2 separate regions of the Mus musculus genome follow, and region 2 is linked to region 1. A link is a contact called in public promoter capture Hi-C data. All regions are on one chromosome and are shown on one strand. The core of a region is the stretch at or near the end of the contact, and the rest is flanking DNA. Distances in the headings are between cores, read along the strand shown.

The links. Promoter capture Hi-C pulls out the DNA fragments that hold promoters and counts their contacts.
Region 2: a contact with region 1 is called in a promoter capture Hi-C map of pre-B cells, with 7 times the contacts expected there. The contact joins the promoter of 1810019D21Rik here to the enhancer-like site in region 1. A contact is called at or near these places in 6 of 39 promoter capture datasets (embryonic stem cells, fetal liver, hippocampal neurons and 2 more) and 1 of 9 other capture datasets (adipose tissue).

The regions. Positions count from the first base shown.
Region 1 is chr8:105,541,632-105,546,379 of GRCm38.p6, forward strand. The region is part of intron 1 of Atp6v0d1 (ATPase, H+ transporting, lysosomal V0 subunit D1); the gene reads right to left. Among named protein-coding and RNA genes, the nearest start is that of Atp6v0d1, 22 kb to the right of the region's middle. Within about 2 kb of position 2,335, at least 69 of the 459 cell types and tissues checked have an H3K27ac peak or open chromatin away from gene starts, as enhancers often do. A contact at or near this core is called in adipose tissue and pre-B cells, where this site is marked.
Region 2 is chr8:106,133,253-106,138,000 of GRCm38.p6, forward strand. It overlaps 1810019D21Rik (RIKEN cDNA 1810019D21 gene), which reads left to right and starts at 2,148. Exons shown (of 4, transcript NR_040346.1): 1 at 2,148-2,369; 2 at 3,915-4,098; 3 at 4,217-4,292; 4 at 4,576-4,748. Esrp2 (epithelial splicing regulatory protein 2) reads right to left here and starts at 3,722. Exons shown (of 15, transcript NM_176838.2): 1 at 3,318-3,722; 2 at 3,105-3,233; 3 at 1,571-1,684; 4 at 1,358-1,472; 5 at 982-1,080; 6 at 708-762; 7 at 527-637; 8 at 321-453; 9 at 199-241; 10 at 1-58. The coding sequence starts at 3,515.

The sequences.
Region 1 (4,748 bases), core at 1,085-3,584:
CACCACACACACACACACACACACACACACACACACACAAAGAATTATTTGTGCTCTAAAAATTACTATAGAATAAAAAGAAAAAAAAACAGGAGAAGATAAGTGATGATGGCTGGAAAATTACTCCTGCGTTATTATATGAGGGCCACTATGGTCTCAAAGGAAATACTAAAGCCAGTGACAGGTAGGTAGGAAGGAGATGAAGGATGCCCCAGGTGTTCTTGAGGCCCAGAGGGTGACACCAGCTGGATCTGCTCAGAGAGAATGAAAGGTACAACAGATAACTCGTCCATAGACTTCAGGCACCTCTCTGATGCCCCTCATACTCTATCACATGAAGAATGCCTCAGCAGTGTGTGGCATTGAGGCATACAACTTCAATCCCAGTACTCAGAAGGCAGAAGCAGGAGGATGTCTGTGGGTTCAAGCCAGCCAGTTCTACATAGGCAGTTTCAGGCCAGCCAGAGCAACATAACTAGACCCTGTCTCAACCCAAACAAATGAACAACCACCATAATAAAGAATGCTCAACTTGCAGTCAAGTATGTAAAAGGAGATGGATTAGCACATGTTGCTGAATGTGGGGAACGTGTATAAACGTGCTGGAATAGATACTTTCCACCTATATGCCTTGGGGTTTCCACCTATATGCCTTGGGGGGTGGGGGCTGGTGATAAACAGAATTTATATCATCTGTGGCTCCTAGGCACTAATAGGGTGCACCTTAGCTTGAGGAGGATCCAATGTGTTCGTGCCAACTTGGCCACTTTCATCTACTTTTCTCCCATGGCCATCCTAAAGATGATAAAAAAGAGAAGGCAAAGCAAGTTAAAAGAAGCCATCTGGCTTTTAGTGATATGTGCACATCTTCCAATGTCTCTAACCCAGGCATCTGCAATGACTCTGATAAGGGGTTCTGTTCTTTCTTATTCTCACAATCTGGCTACTTTGAGAGTAAGGCATGGGTAACAGGAGGTATTCAACTCAGAAATACTTGGATTATTGTAGTAATTCAGATGGGTTTTTCAAGGAAAAAAAATCTAATTATATTGATGGCTATTGCTATAACAGTCTATAACAGTCTATTGCCTGCATTTCTACCTCCACATTGTAATAACCTTGAGACTAGACAAGTGCACAATCTTTGTAAAAGAAACATGGAAGAGAGGTTTTAGGTCAGCTGGCGGAAAGCTTACCTAGCATATACGAAGTCCTGGGTTCATTTCCTAACACTGTACAAACCCAGGTGTGATGACACATACCTATAATACTAGCATTTGGAGGCAGAAGTAGTTCAGTTGCTCAAGGCCATCTTAGGCTATAAGACCCTGTCTTGATAAAGAAAAGAAAAACAGAACTAGGGGGTGGGGTACAGACAGGACAATACTTTATCTTAGAACACTTGTCTAGTAGTTCCTTACAGCCATGCTGCTTCATAAGTCTGCCAGCTTTTCTGAATTACTTTGAGAAGCATAACTTTCTTCTTTTCTCCTCCCTTATTTAAGCATATTTTTCTTAACATACTGGGCTTCACTCCTCTAATGCCCCATTTCCCACCATGGAGCTCTGTATGCTGCCAAATGGCTGACCTCCACAATGGTTTAACTCAAACTGCATGGCTGTTTTTCCTTTTCCATTCTCCTCCTCCAGGCAGCTACTGAGATTTACAACTTGCTTGCCCTGGGGTTTTTCTTTGAAACTCTTATAAAATTGTCCTCTTAAATAAACTTTGGCTTCACTTGACTTTCAAAAAGAAAAAAGGAAAAAGAAAGATTATTAATGCCTCTGAAATGGTTTTTGTGGGTATGAAACAAATGGTTAAAAATATGAGCTATCCCACCTAATAAGTACTGAAATGAAGCAGACTTCATTTACCATGTCATAGTCGTGTCCTGATTTATATATTTGTATCTACCAGCAAACATGTTGCTACCGGAGCCTGAGGGACCAACATGAACAAGGGGTTTTGGTCCAGGGCCACCAAGTTCTCAAACGTTTACTACAAGAAGTTCTAGAGCTGACAGCAGCTAGGCCAAACTGTCTGTTTATCCATGCAGTCATAGCAGTCAGCCTAAAATTCTCTTCAGGTCAAAAGACTTCCTCTTCAGCTCCCTAGAGATCAAGACAGGCACAGGAAGGCTCCAGAGTAAAACTCAGTCCTCTGACTGGAGTGCCTCCTGTCACTGGCCCCATCAGTTCCCAGGGTAGCAAGCCCACTACCCTACTGGATCCCCTGATCCTTCATTCCTAAAGCATTGAGGATCCAGGCCCCTGCACACTCTGTCCTTCTAAGCCCTGGCACATGCTCTGGGAAGATTCCCGAGGCAAGCTATCAACTCCCACTGGGGATCCTGAAGATAAGCTCTCCAACAGCATGACACTTCCTCTATCCCAGACTTTGCCTTACATCACAAAACTTCTCTCTCAGAAGACTAGCTCAGCAACTTCCCCAACTGCCAAATACTTTCTCTTTAACAACCAGATAGTCTTCATCAAATACCTGGTACTCCAGTGAGAGTTTTCACCTCAGAAGGCCTGGACATACACAGGCTATGCAATGGTCTCCTTCCCATGCCAGGAGCAATCTTTGTGCTGGACCTCTCAGACATGTCAATTTCAAAGGCTTATCAATTAAAAGCCAGAACCTTGTCCAGAGTCTCACAGTCAAGAGTATAGAGAGGCTAGGATATCAGGCAGGCCTGGTGGGACTCTGTCAGTCCCCACCTCGGCTGTCTTTTGTTCTCTGAGCCTCCTTGAACACATTGGTAGAGCAGACCTTTTAGGTATAGAACCAGCTGTCCAAACAGCCTTTAAAGCCAGAAGAGTTGACCACTGGCTTGCAGACCACCTGGACACTCACTGCCCACTTGTCAATAGTAGGCATAGGCCCACACTCTCATGACTCAGTGACAAATCCCACTAGCATCACTTTTGACATCAACCATTACTAAAGAAGGTAGGAAAATATGCTTGGGGTTGAGCAGAACAAAGCTAGAATGCTCCTTTGTACAGCCCCACCCCTGGGACTTCACACAAGCTTCAGAGCAGACACCCCTGTGCTTCCATTGCTGCATTCTGCTGACACTGCATCGGGAGAAGCCACGGCTCTGAGCACTGCTGGAATGCAGGCGGCTGGGTGGTTTCTGCTGGAGTTTGTCAGATCAGAGCAAACCCGGGAGACTCTACTGAGAATCCTGCCCAAGGCTGGAAGAGTCTGCCTTACCAGGAAACTCATTTTTAAAAGCCCCCAGAGACAATGTCAAAGGGCCAGTTCCAGACCACTTTCTCTGGCTAAGACCCACATTTCCCTGTGACCAAGGGAAAAGGGACAGCCTGCCAGCCAAGGCAACTGGAGGGAGGGAGACAGGCTGATTCCTTAGCTCGCCCACGAGGGGACCACACAGGGCTTCTAAACCAGTTCTGACCCTGTTGGAGAAACCTGGCGCCCAGAAACAGTGGCTGGCAACCCTAAGCCCTTCAGACAGGCCTGGCCAGGGCTAGGACAAGCTGGGTTAGAATTCTCTCTCCTCAGCTTCCTGCTATTTCTGAAGGTTGTGGAGGAGGGGATGTGACTGGGAATAGAATCCAAGCATTAGGAGAGGCCTGGAACTTATAGATGCCTAGTGGGAGACTTAGCCACCCGGCCCTAGCCCAGCCCCTCAAGGGCACCCGAGGACAACAGGGGCTAGGTTTGCTATGGGACCTGGGCTCAGCAGCCTAACAGCATCAGTGACAGTCCTTGAGAGGACCAGGCATGACTGGTTTGAGGTATGAGCTGTGTTCTAGTTACAGTAGACTCTGGGGACAACACTGGTCTACCCACAAGCCCAGCTGTCTACCCCAAATTCTATCAGTGGCCCAGTGCCAAGTGTCTGGACAGTTGGGATGTCTGACAGTAAAAGACTTCCTCAGAGGCTGATTCTCAAATTGAAGAAGATGCTGCTGCGATCAGGAAAGTCTTGCTTTAGTGTGAGGTTAAACCCTAGCTCAGAGGAGACAGATTAATTCAGTGTCTACTCTGGGCTTGCTCCTCCCCAGCCCACCTCCAGAACCACCCTAAACCACCTATGCTTCCTACGTTCCTGTCTCAGATGTTCTGAGACATGACCTCCAACTCCCAGTGCCGGAAAGGCATCCTATTCTACTCCTCAGTTTCCAAGCTCAGAGTGAAGTCACCCAACTCCAATATGTCACTAACACCTTTCTTCCAGGCTCTGTGGCCCTGGAGCTACAGCTCTGTTTCTCCCAAAAGCCCATGGTCTCGGACTCTCAGCCCTTACACTGCTTTAGCCCTCGACTCGACGACTCTCTGACTTAACAGTTACCTTCCTATCATCCCTGAAAATGCTCCAGGGAAGTCCATAGGAGACCTTACTAAAAAGCCCTGAATTGGAAGTTTCCTCAGGCCAGGCTAGGAAGACTGAACAGGAAGAGACACCCCCACCCTAGAAACCAAGAGCCTCTGTCCTCCTCTTCCACAGGGTAGCCTCTGTCATCCTTGAGTTGAGTGTCAAATGCCACTGATCCAGGTCCAGCAGAGAGCTCTCTGAAGGTACCTGGGAAGACCACAGCCTAATACCCACCTGGCACAGCTATTCAGCTTATAAGCTTGCACCAGCTTTAGGCTAGCCTCATAGTTTCCATCTGTCCTGAAAACCCACTTGGTTACCCCTAATCCCCAGTTGTCTCTTTCAGTAGTAAGGGTCTGGTCACTGCTGATACTATTGACCATACTGACTGACCCCAGA
Region 2 (4,748 bases), core at 898-3,397, 590 kb after region 1:
AGCCTCAGGATCACTTGATCTTCCCGTGATAGGAAACGGGCCACCTCTAGTGATGTGCCTAGGTTGGAAGGACAGGGGTCCCTTGCTGAGTTAATCCTTGTAGCGTGCACCCACAGGGGACCCAAAAGACAGTGAGTGTAGGGAATGGGGTACAGATCAAGACAAAAGGGAACTAGGACCTTCTATGGGCACACTCACCCCCTGCAATCTTTACGAATTCCTCCCCTGTGGCTTTATATACCTGCAGGTAGAGAAACCAGCCCATAGGTCTCAGCCCTTACTCAGTTTTGCCCTGCTCCACTTCTAGCCAAAAGCCCCACCTCAATATAGCGGACACCCATGTGGTGTTTGTGTCTCTGCAGCGCTAGGTCCCGCTGCTCGCTGTCCACGAATCGGATGAGGGCCTCGCCATTTCTGCGGCCCTGGGCGTTGAGACAGAGGGCCACACCACCCCTGTGGAGCCGGGTGTTGTTAGTGCCTCCTGGGTAGGCTTGCCCTCTTACCCCTCCCATCCTGTCACACCCACCTGGCAATGTTGAGCCCTTTGAAGAATCGAGCCACATCCTGGTCTGATGATTGCCAGGGCAACCCACGGGCCCGTACTACAGTCTCATTGTCCACCACATCAGCCTTGCTGCTGTGGGGGGCAGGGCAAAGGATCAGAAATGTCCAAGGATTGTCACCCCCATCCCAGCTCCTACACTCACCAAGGGCCTGTCTCGTATTTCTGCTTTACCACTTCTGGCTTCGAGAACAACTGACCTGAGAGGAGATGGCATGGGGGTCAGCAGGGTCTGGTGGAGGAAGTCTCTCCACCAAGCTCAGCAAAAATAGGACCGGTGAGGGCATTGAGGACGCGGCAGAGGGGTTTCTACCTTGTGTTCTCTTAGAGAAGGTCACAAGTCAGCAAGGGGACTCTGTTGAAGGGATGGGCACTCACCCAGTCCTGACAGTAGCTGGCAAGCAGGGCAAGAATCTTACCATTGGACCCTTCAAGTAGGTGGAGAATAACAGCTACCATAGTCTTCACTTCCCAGACCCCAAAGTCATCTTCGGTAGCATCTGTTTCTAGTCCCAAGTCTATAGGCAGAGAAGTGACAACTGAGGTCCAGGTCTGTACATCCCACGTCACCCCGAAACACCCAGAGAATCCTAGCAAACACTAGTTGTGGCCCAGTTCATACATGTACCTACAGGTCCTCAGACCAAACACAGACATGTCCACATTCCAAATGTATCCCAAAGAATGAGGCTAAAAACATAGACCTGTCTACATTCATACAGCCCATACGGCATCATGCACATGCTTGGACATATTAGTCACCCCTCCACCTTAATTTTGATGGGTCACAGATACCCTGTGCCATGGTGCCCACTGTGAGGTCTCTGGCGGAGCAGGTGCTTGGGTGCTGCATATGGAATTCTCTGCGGAGGTCGTAGAAGGAGAAGAAGGTGTCGGGGAGCACCAGGTTCTGGGAGCACATGGGAGTGGGGGTGAATAGGTAACCTAAGGTGTTTACAACAGGGGCCTTGGGAACCCAACCGTACCCATGTGCCCTCAATGACATACCTTCCTGGAGGCCTCAGGATGCAGAACCTGTCGCAACAGCTGCTGCCCATCAGTGCAGAGCACATAGGGGCCCCCGCCCAGCAGAGCCACATCCCCGCTCACCAGCTGTGAGAACTGGGGACAGGGAGTGGAGACTCAGACATAGACTCACAGCTAGACAGCTGAAACTGGGGGGGAGGGGTAGCAGGAGGGAGGGACTCAGGCTGCAAAGCTGGTTCATCAGGATGTTCAACCCTACCCTGCCTGGGAAGTAAAAGGCCTTGCCCTAAATCCCAGGCTCCTAATCCCCACCCCTAGCCTAGTTCCCTGTCACCTCCTCTAGGCCAAATGAGAGCAGTCGCACATAACCCAAGCCCCCATTAAACACACTCCAGGAGTCTGGAGTCGGGCCAGAGCAAACACCTGGTGGAGTGAGGCAAGCAGGTGGGGAGGGGAGGAGCAAAGCAGGTTAAACCTGTCCTGGACCAGGCACCACCCTCAGACAGGTGGGGGAGGTTCACACCTGCCCGAGGGCCAAAAGGCCCATGGTCAATGGCAGCCCCGCCCCTTGGTCCGACCAACCCAGGAACAGAGCCACCAAGGACAGAGCTTCATACTTGGCCACTCGCAGCAGCCTGAGCTTTGACCCACACCCCATCGACCAACTGGCACAGAACTGTTTGCTCGTAGAGGGGGGTGGGTGGCACTCTGAAGGCTATCCAGCACGATCCGGCCCTTTCCCTTGGCAATTCTGTGACACTTTCCAATCTAAGGCCGACAGAGCAAGGCAACCAGATTTTTTTCTACAGCACCCTCCCAGGTGAGCAGTGGGCCTGGAGCCCTTCTGTAACCTGGCATCTGTAGGTCTTCTCATTAAGAACGAGAGTCAGAAGAGGAAAGGACTTAACACTCATTACAACTCAGTCATGGGGTGAGTGAGCAATGCAAACAGGGAAAACTCACTCCCACTTGGCCAGGGTGCGGGGTGGGTATGGGAGGGGGCATGCGCCTAGGCCTTTGCGCTCATTGGGCAGGTAGCCCCTAGATAATGTTCGGACAGCACCCACTCACCCACGCCTGGCCAGTCAGCTGGGACAGGCAGGCCTAAACCAGCCGGCCTCACCTAGAGGCGTCTGCCCCCGAGGCAGACACCGCCCGACGCCCTCGCTTCAGCGGTTCCCAGGAGAGCAGGCGGCAGAGACCAAGTGATCTACCGCTAAACCTGAGCCCACCTCGACCCTATTTCTGACGTGTCCTCTGCTAGCGGGGGGAGTGGGAGGGAGAGGAAGGGGCCTCGGGGGGATGGATCCCTTAGCCGCTATTGTCAACTTCCTCGGCAGGAGTGGATGTCTGTAAAGGTTGGAAGGTAAGGTGGCTCTGGGAATGGCCTAGCACGCTTCCACGCGGTAGTCGCTCAAAAGTTTCAAACAAGACCTTGTCCTACTGGCCGTGCCACTGGGTCGCGTCGCTCCAGGTCTCCCCTCCTCCCCTCCCCCTCGAAGTAGTGTCCCTGCCACTCCGCAGTTCCACCACCCACGCGGGCCCCCACGCTCACCTGTTGCAGCACTTTGTCCAGGGACTCCGCCCGCGCTAGGCTGTCTGCGCTGAGTCCACTCGCCTCGCGGCATTGTGGACTCAGGGCAGCCGCCTCGGCGCGAACTAGCGACTTGTGCAGCGTCCCCACCTAAAAGCACCGAGGGTAACCCCATGAGCCGCTGTGCCTCAACAGGCTCTGAAGCGTCCCGAGGTCCCCTCTTTCCCACCCTACCTGTCGGCTGCGCGGCTCCACCACTTGCCAAACTAGGAGGATTAAGTCGGTCTCGTCCGAGCCTAGGTCCGGCCCCAGCGCACCGGCAGTGGCCCCGAACAAAACCACCAGCGACTGAGGTTCGGGACAAGGGTCTGTGGCCGAGTCTACTGCGGGATCTGGGCCCGGGGGTGGGGGCGGCGGCGGCGGCGGAGTCATGGCCGCAGAGGAAGGGGGCGCTCGGCCACACACGCGGACCGACGAGGCGCACACACGTACCGACCGACAGCAGACAGACGAGCTTGGGCGGGATCCGGTGTGTTGGGGGCGGCACCTGCGGCCGGGTGTAGTGGGAGCTGCAGAGACCCGCCCGCGGTGCCCTTTGGGGCTGGGCGGTGCGGCTGCCTATCCCTGCCTACTCCGGCGAGTTACCTGCGGCCCGGAGAGGCCACGTGATCAGGACGGCCCAGGGAACCCCGCGGGAGGGCCAAAACCCTGCCCAGGAGGCAAGAGCTCACTTCTGCTGAGGCGTGCGCTCGCCGGCTGGAGTCCCACCTCTTGCTGCAGTCCGGCGAGACTCCTGGGACGAATCCATTCTTTCTCCTACTTCCTCTCTAGCAGGCACTCTGAGTCCTCCGCAAAAGAATGTGCAGGATCAGAGGCCTCTTTCCATTCTGCAAGGGTCACGCAAGACCCATGGAATTCAACAGGAGGCAATCTAGGGACTATAAAAGGTCGCGACGTCTGGCTTGAGGTTAATGGAAGTTACAAAGGGTCAAAAGCCGACAGTGAGCGCTACCAGGTATCCACTGGAAGTCGGTGAGAGAGATCCGTTGGGGAAAGGGAGGGAGGTAAAGATCAAGGGTTCTTAGAACTGTGGGCGGTCACTAGAGATCACAGAGAAGGACGTGCCCATACAGGTGTCGGGTCGGCGTAGTGCCGGCAGTGCAAGGCGCACGTTACTGTGGACCTGAAGGCTCAGGCCTTGGTGCCAAGGTAGGAAAATCGTGCTTAAACTTTAGAGAGCTGTATCCTAAATGAAGCCGTGTCTGCTGGTAGAGATCTGGAAGTTCAGCCTACCAACCCCACTTGGGGTTTGCCTGCTTGTTTTTGTCTCTCTTGGATGATGATAGAAGTGTTATCTGGCTATTGAAAGCACTCCAGCAGAGAGCGGCTAGAGTTGAGATGTGTAGAGTTGAGTCTGCATCCCCCAACCCAGTTCAGAAGAGTCCCATTCATCCCATGCAGTTTGGTGAAACTCCCTTACTGTTGTTTCCAGGCCGCCCTGTGGGCTCAGGATAGTTTCCCACCTACTCGACTGTAATTAGTACTCTGGCGAGAGTAAAAAGGTACTGGCGTGGGACTTAGAATACAGGATGCCACCGGCTGAAGAAGAACCTTGTGTGTTTGGAAAAGCGGGCTGCTTCCTATCGGTCTTGGATAAAAGGCAAC